Regions from separate parts of the Zea mays genome. Here region 1 is linked to region 2. The links are chromatin contacts, called in public Hi-C maps. All regions are on one chromosome and are shown on one strand. Each heading gives the region's core, a stretch centred on a gene start, on an enhancer-like site or on the middle of the called end of the contact. The rest is flanking DNA. Distances are from core to core; before and after follow the strand shown.

What was found. A called contact is a pair of places that touch in the nucleus more often than the background predicts.
Region 1: a contact with region 2 is called in a Hi-C map of leaf, with 5 times the contacts expected there. The contact joins the promoter of LOC103638457 here to the promoter of LOC100216778 in region 2. A contact is called at or near these places in 4 of 25 Hi-C or Micro-C datasets (bundle sheath, ear, leaf and 1 more).

What each region holds. Positions count from the first base shown.
Region 1 is chr9:74,423,733-74,427,281 of Zm-B73-REFERENCE-NAM-5.0, forward strand. LOC103638457 reads left to right here and starts at 2,248. Exons shown (of 6, transcript NM_001369853.1): 1 at 2,248-2,402; 2 at 2,849-2,925.
Region 2 is chr9:73,635,429-73,639,324 of Zm-B73-REFERENCE-NAM-5.0, forward strand. It overlaps LOC100216778, which reads left to right and starts at 1,511. Exons shown (of 6, transcript NM_001143177.1): 1 at 1,511-1,680; 2 at 3,259-3,461; 3 at 3,572-3,821. The coding sequence starts at 1,632. LOC118473325 reads left to right here. Exons shown (of 4, transcript XR_004852676.1): 4 at 1-170.

The sequences.
Region 1 (3,549 bases), core at 998-3,497, 790 kb after region 2:
GGGTTATGTCTGCACCCAGTCTGCCTGTGACTAAGGCTGGTTCTCGCTCTGCTTTTCCTTAGCTCCCCTGAGCTTTGCTTTCGGTATTGTAATAATTATTGTAAAAGACTATGTTCCATCTAATGAAATAAATGTGGTTACTAGCCTCCTAGGACTAGTAATTGTATCATATTTGGGTCCCAAAGGATTGGGTCGCTTCATTTATTCCCTAGCCCGCTCCCATGATGAGCTGTCGGTGCACCATCTGGTTGCCATCCATCGTGACCCCCTTCACATCCACCCAATGGTCACACATCGCTAAGATGGTGTCCTCCAACCACTGGACCAACTAGTGCTCATAGCTGCTACCACTATGGTTCTCTCGCTTGTCCCCCTAGCACCAATATAATCACTGGCAAGTGGATCTTCCATCATAAGCTCAAGGACGATGGTCTCTGGATCGCTACAAGGCTCGTTGGGTCCTTAGGGGCTACACTTAGCGCCCTAGAGTGGACTATAATGAGACCTTTAGTCATGTTGTCAAGCTCGCAACCGTTTGGACCGTCCTCTCCCATGCCCTCTCTCTAGACTAGGCGGTCCAACAGCTGGATGCCAAGAGTGCCTTCCTTCATGGCACTCTAACTAAGATTGTACTGCAACCAACCTGTCGGCTTCATCGACTCCACTCGCCTGAGTATTGTGTGTAAGCTTAACCACTTTTTGTATGGCCTCAAATAGGTGTCATGGCCCTGGTACAGTCGCTTCGCCTCCTACTTGATCTCCCTCGGCTTCATCGAGGCCAAGTTAGACACGTCCCTATTCATCCTGTGGTGCGACGGCGGTACCGTCTACCTCCTTCTCCATGTCGACGACATCATGCTCAAAACATCCAGTGCCACCCTCTAGCGCACGATCGTCGTGTTGTAGTGTGAGTTCACGATAAAGGACCTCGGCCCTCTCCACCATTTCCATGGGGATCACCATGGAGCGCCGCCCCATGGCCTCTTCCTTCACCAGTGCTAGTACACCATCGACATTTTGGAGCGAGCCGTCATATCTGACTGTAAGGCTTGCTTCACGCCTGTTGACACTCAGACGAAGGTCTCCAAAGACCACGATGCCCCAAACGGCTAAGTGATAGCCTATCGGGGCCTCATTGGGGCTTTACTGTACCTCATCTTCACTCGGCCTGATATTGCCTACGTAGTCCAACAGGTGTACCTTCACTTCCATACCCTATGGGAGCCCCACCTCGCCATTGCCAAGCTGATTCTTCGCTACTTCCGTGGCACTCTCGACTACGACCTTCTTCGGGCCTCTCTGACTCTGAGCTAGTCGTCTATACCGATGCTGATTGAGTCGGCTGCCCCGACACGCATCGGTCCACCTTTGGTTACGCTGTGTTTCTGGGAGCCAACCCCATATCCTGGTCCTCAAAGCGGTAGCTTGTCATCTCTCACTCCAGCACTGAGACCGAGTATCGCGTTGTGGCCAACGGTGTGGCCGAGGCGTCTCGTCAGCTGCTCTAGGAGCTCCATAGCACCCTAGCACGCCACACTCGTCTATTGTGACATGGTCAACACGGTCTACCTCTCCACCACTTCCATACAACACCAGCGCACGAAGCACGTAGAGATCAACATCCACTTCATCCGCGAGTGTGTCACCGTCGGCGATGTACATGTCCTCCATACCAATCACTTCACAGCTTGACGACATCTTGACCAAGGGGCTCTCCTCTATGACGTCCTCAGAATTTCAGTCCTGTTTCAACATCTATAATGCCTAAAGTTATGACATTTGTAATGACTAGAGTTGCAACTACGGAAGTATTCGACATGTGTGTTATATAATGGGTTTAGGCCCAACCCATATACTATCTCATCTATTAATATAGCAGCCCAGGTTTGCAATCTCAAACTCTAATAGTTACGTTCAATTAAGAAGCATAGTGTATCTCATCTATTAATATAGCAGCCTGGGTTTGCAATCTCAGACTCTAATAGTTACATTCAATTAAAAAGCATAGTGATGCACTGACGCAGCACTATAAGGCCATGTTCAGTTATACCAAACCAGGCCTGGTTTAATCTGGATTGGGATCCAATCCAGCCCACAATCCAAGCCCGGAAAAAAAATCCAGGATGATTTATTTTTCCCTTCGGTTAAGCCCAGTATGGTTTGTAGCCCAGAAGCTTGGATTGTTTTTTACTCTTGTACTCCTAGATTATAACCCTAGCTCGTTTGTTCTGGAACAAATCCACGTGCCGCCTCACGCGGCTGAGCACGCCGCCCCCGCCGCCTCGTCCCTGTCTCGCCGTCGCCGCCTCGTTCCCGTCCTGCCATCATCGTCTCGTCCCTGCTTCTCGATCGTACGCCGTGAGCAATAGGAGTTCCGTCCGGCGCTGGAGCTGAGCCTGGAGGTAGGTCCTAGCTAGAGCCGTCCGTGCTGCTGGCTAGATCTAGCTAGATGTGGTTTGACTTCCCTCGCAACCATACTACCTTGTACTACCTGGAATTTTTATTTATATTTTTTGAAATGATATTATGTGTTCTGTAAGCTTTGCAGGGACGTAGATTCGAGGTAGTAATTTTATGATCGTTGTGAACATACAACTTAACTTTAGTTCAAAATTCAACTGAATTTTTATTTCTTCAGAGAAACGGTTTTATTAACCACTTGAGAATATCGTTACACTTTGGTGGCACTTGTTTCTATTGTTTTTACACATTGTCGTTTGGTGTTTATTATACTGATATCATGTGTTTATTGCATTTATTGGTTTGGATTTAAATCATGTGTTTTGTTTCTTGTAATAGTCTTTTAATTTGGTAACAGTTTGGTGTTCATTATTGTATCTATTTTCAGATTGTCCCTACTCTTGTGAGAGTCGCGAGGACAAGCTTTCCCCCTCTTGAGATCCGGTGTCTAATCCATTTTTCAAGGTGCTATGTGTACAAAATTTATAGTCTTAAAATTATATGAAGTGTGTAACTATTTTTGTTAACTTGATTTCCTTGTGTTCATTGATATTGCTTATAGTTTTACAATGGATATGAGTACTAGAGATCGCATTAGAAAGAGGAGGGATGATGATGACGATGATCTCATGCTTTTAATTATCCCTACTCTACATCTCTTGGGCTATATTGGAGATAGTGAAAAAAAGTTGCGACATACATCAACGCTAACTGGAGAGGAAAAGGTTAGGGAGCAACTTGAAGGCCACATCAAGAATTGTAGGACATCATTTAGGATGGAACCTTACATCTTTAAAGCCTTGGTCAATTATCCTAGAAGCGAAGGGTTGGTTAAAGACACTAGAATCAAGGTCGAGGAAAAGCTTGGTTTCTTTTTATATATGATTAGTCACAATGCGTCGTTTGAGGATCTCCAAGTATTCTTTGGTCACAGCAATGATACATTCCATCGTGTGATCAAACATTTCTTTGACATAGTTATCCCTGCCCTCAGCATGCGGTTCCTAAAACCTCCCTCCAATCAAGTACATGCAAAAGTTCGCGAAGATAACCGATTTTACCCTTACTTTAAGGTGATTTCTTTTAACT
Region 2 (3,896 bases), core at 261-2,760:
TGAACTCTATGCTGTATTTTGTTTGATTTTTAAGAAGTGAACTAGCTACTGTTATTTGAGAAAAGTGAACTGTATGCTGTAATTTGTTTGATTTTTAAGAAGTGAACTCGCTACGGTTATTTGAGAGGAGTGAACTTTATGCAATAATTTGTTCGAGCTTTGAGAAGTGATATTCAACTTTTCTATGCAACTCAGATTTCAGAAAACACACATTTCAGATTTCAGAACATACACATAATACACATTTCAGATTTCAGATTTCAGAACATACACATTTCAGATTTCAGATTTCAGAACATACACATAATACACATTTCACATTTCAGATTTCAGAACACACACATAATACACATTTCAGTATTGTCTAACTGATGTAATACTACTGCTACACATAATACACATTTCAGATTTCAGAACATACACATTTCATAATGCATTTCTATGCAACTCAGATTTCAGAAAACACACATTTCAGAACACATTTGTGTGCACCACATATTTCACATTTCAGATTGTAGATTACATTTTAGGTTTCAGAACATAGATCCAGCCATGCATCAGTAGTGCACAGCATGTTTACAAGACCCCTACATTTTTCTACCCAATGACATCTCGCTTTTTCTTCTTCTGGTTATGAACCAATTCCTGCAACATTCCATAGATGGCTTCCTTTTCATGTCGCATAGCTTGTAAGCCAAGTAGTCCTTGTTGTCATCCACCTTGACATCCTAGTAGTTCTAGATCAGACTTAGGGATGGTGGCAATGGCATGGGGTACTATCTACCAGTTCAGCGACGAACATGGTGTGTAACTGAATTTTGTGATCCGCTTCTAACACCTTGTAATACACAACACCAACCTTGTGATCCATGTCTTTCAGCTAGTAAACTGAACATGGCGTGTAACTGAAACTGCACATGGCGTGTAAACTGAACATGGCGTGTAACTAAATTTGCTTGTAAACTGAAACTGCACTTGTTGCATGCCTGTATCCAGAATTGCACAGGCACTGAATTGCTGAATGATTGTGTCCAGAGTGTAAAATTCAGTTCTCGACTGCCATCACTGAGATGAGAATGTACTCTGCAAGTCTGAGCTTATTTGACACTTCCATTCAGACTTCAAAAATTGGCACACTGTGGCTAGGTGGATACACTACAGGTCGGTAGCATTCAGGATGGTGATGGCGCCCGACGAGGGATGACGATGGCGTGACGCTTAGCATGGGCGACAGTGCAGCTCTCCTCGATGGGATACAGACGGCGCGGTGGCGCTCGAGCAGAAATAGCAGAGGTGTTTTCTGTGTCCATGGAAAGCTCTCGGCATGACCTGTGCCGCTGTGCGCTATGATGGGCCTCAACTTTGTGCAGCCCATGTCACTTTTGTATAGTTATCGCTGGATCAACGGTGAAGGGTGCAGATTAGCTGACTGCTCTCTGACGTTGTCTAGTCTGAATCCCACGACCCCACCCCACGCCCGTCTTCCTCGCCTCAACGCCGCCACCCAATCCAACCGCCTGGACGCCACAACCCCGCCCCACCTCGGCGCCGCCGCTCCATCCAACTACCTCGACGCCGCCATCCATCCAACCGCCTCGGTGTCTGCTCCTCAATACCTGGCCGTGTTCAACATGCCCCCTGGAAGGATGGATGGGGCAAGGACATGCAGAGACCTTGGTGGTAAGTGACTTCAAGTTCTTCTCTCATTTACTGCTTTGCTATCGTTGCCCGGCACGGGTCGCCGATGCCGTCGCCTAGCACGGGCCACCGCTGCCGTTGCCCAGCACGGGCCGTCGCTGCAGAGAGATGTCTTTTATCCTTGCAAACACATGTGTATTTTTTGCAGCAGAGAGGTTTGAGGTGCTCAGATCGGATCCCCTATTCTCCTTTTTTATAGATGGATTCTATAGGTTATCTATCGCAGTGGTAAATAGAGATGCATAATTTAGTTATATGCTTATTTTTGTACAGATATTGTTGTCGCTAATGGCATATAGTGATTATCTAAAGATATTATGTCATAAGTTATGATTTTCTATATGATTTTGATAGTAGGAGTGTAGGACAGTACGTTAGAGCATCTCCAACAAATACCAAAAAATTAGCTCCCAAAACACAGACATTGGGATCTCCTTAAAAGTATTTAGGCCAATAAAAAAGGTAGTACTCCAACAGCTCCATATAGTTTACGTAAAACCTGTTTGATCGGTTCACAAATCTCCACCAGTTTGTTACCCGTCGTCCACTCCCACAAATGTTCTAGGTTTATTATTCAAAACGTACATACTGCTCGCTTGAACACATGTATTATTCGGAATGTGTTGTTGAACTGCTCGCTTGAACACAGGTAAAAAAGGTCTGGTTAGTATTCAGAACATATAGGTACAAATTAGTAGCTTAATTATTTACCATTTAGAATTCAGAACATACAAGAACAAATTGCTAGCTTCAACTGCTAGCTTTACTATTTGTGACACACATAGAAGATAACGGTACAGGCACTTCATTATAAATGCAGTTCACATAACAGATTAACAGCACAGGCAAAACACAGGAGTATCAGGCACACATACAGTCTGATTCACAATGTTGTGTTCCAAGTAAAAAATGTAAATATCAAGTGAATTGATTATATGTAACAGAATAACAACTTCAAGAAATCCACTCTAAATAAACACATATGCTGTCCAGTGTGTATTCTTGAACTATAATCAATTCCTTTATAATTTAGTCCATCCATTTCATTTTGTCATACGTTTACATGAATAGCTATTTCATCATGGAGTACAATTTTTACTGCTAGGCATCACAAATAACAGAGTTCAGAAAACATGAAGAATCTGGAGACATGCTTTTCTTTTTTCCCCTATAATATGGTTTGAGACTTTGATATTAGGTGCTATTGGAGTTGCTCTTATCTCCTCTTTTTCTAGCAAAGGCAACATATATGCATGGCCACTAGTTACTTCTTTTTGTTTACAAGAAAATAACAGACGAATTGGTGAATCGTTAACATCACTTGTTCTGAACTGACACCAATAATTACTTTACAGTTGTTTACTACTATGTTCCACCAACCATCGTGTTGTTAGCACAATTCTGATATTTATCTAGTTCGACAGAATTCCAATTAGTTTACTTGCTCCAAACAGTTTAGTAGTCGTGTCCTATTCACTTGCTTCAATTAGTTAACAGAACTTGCATCAATTAGTTCACTTGATGCAACACTCATATTTTGCCTATTTAATGTATGTTCAGAGGTGCCAATTACTGAGTATGAAAAGGAGAGGGCTTTAAATGTGATGAGGAACAACAAAATGTTGAGTAGCCTTGGTATAACTGGATTAACATCACTTATTCGATCAAGTAGTACAAGGAAGAACTCTATCGCTCGTGAAGACTTTGATCCATTGTATGAACCTGATCATAGTGAGGACAATGATCATCATGTGGCTAATCAGGTACTTAGATTTCTTATTGTACCCCTTTGGTGTTATTACTGATTTGTGCTCAATGTGCAATAAGATAAATTTGGGTTTAATTCTTTTATTATGCCTACGAGGCCATGCAGGATGATCCTTTCTACATTGAAAGAAGGAACACCAACATGTCTACTGGTTTTGGAGGAACAAAAGGATCCAAGAGAGTGGTAGCACCTAATGTAGAAGACCAAGTTGGTAGAGTAACTAGGCAGAAGACAAAGGAACTATCCTTAGTTGAGAAAGATATACATGGTTTGACTGCAAATACAGATGAGCACACATTGATTTCTGCCAATTTTCCTGCACACCATGATGACGAGATTCAGATGTGTGATGAAGGCAAGAAAACAGTGATCTATTCTAAAACAAATATGTTCTAGAAATTTGCATTAAACTGATTATAATCTACATTAA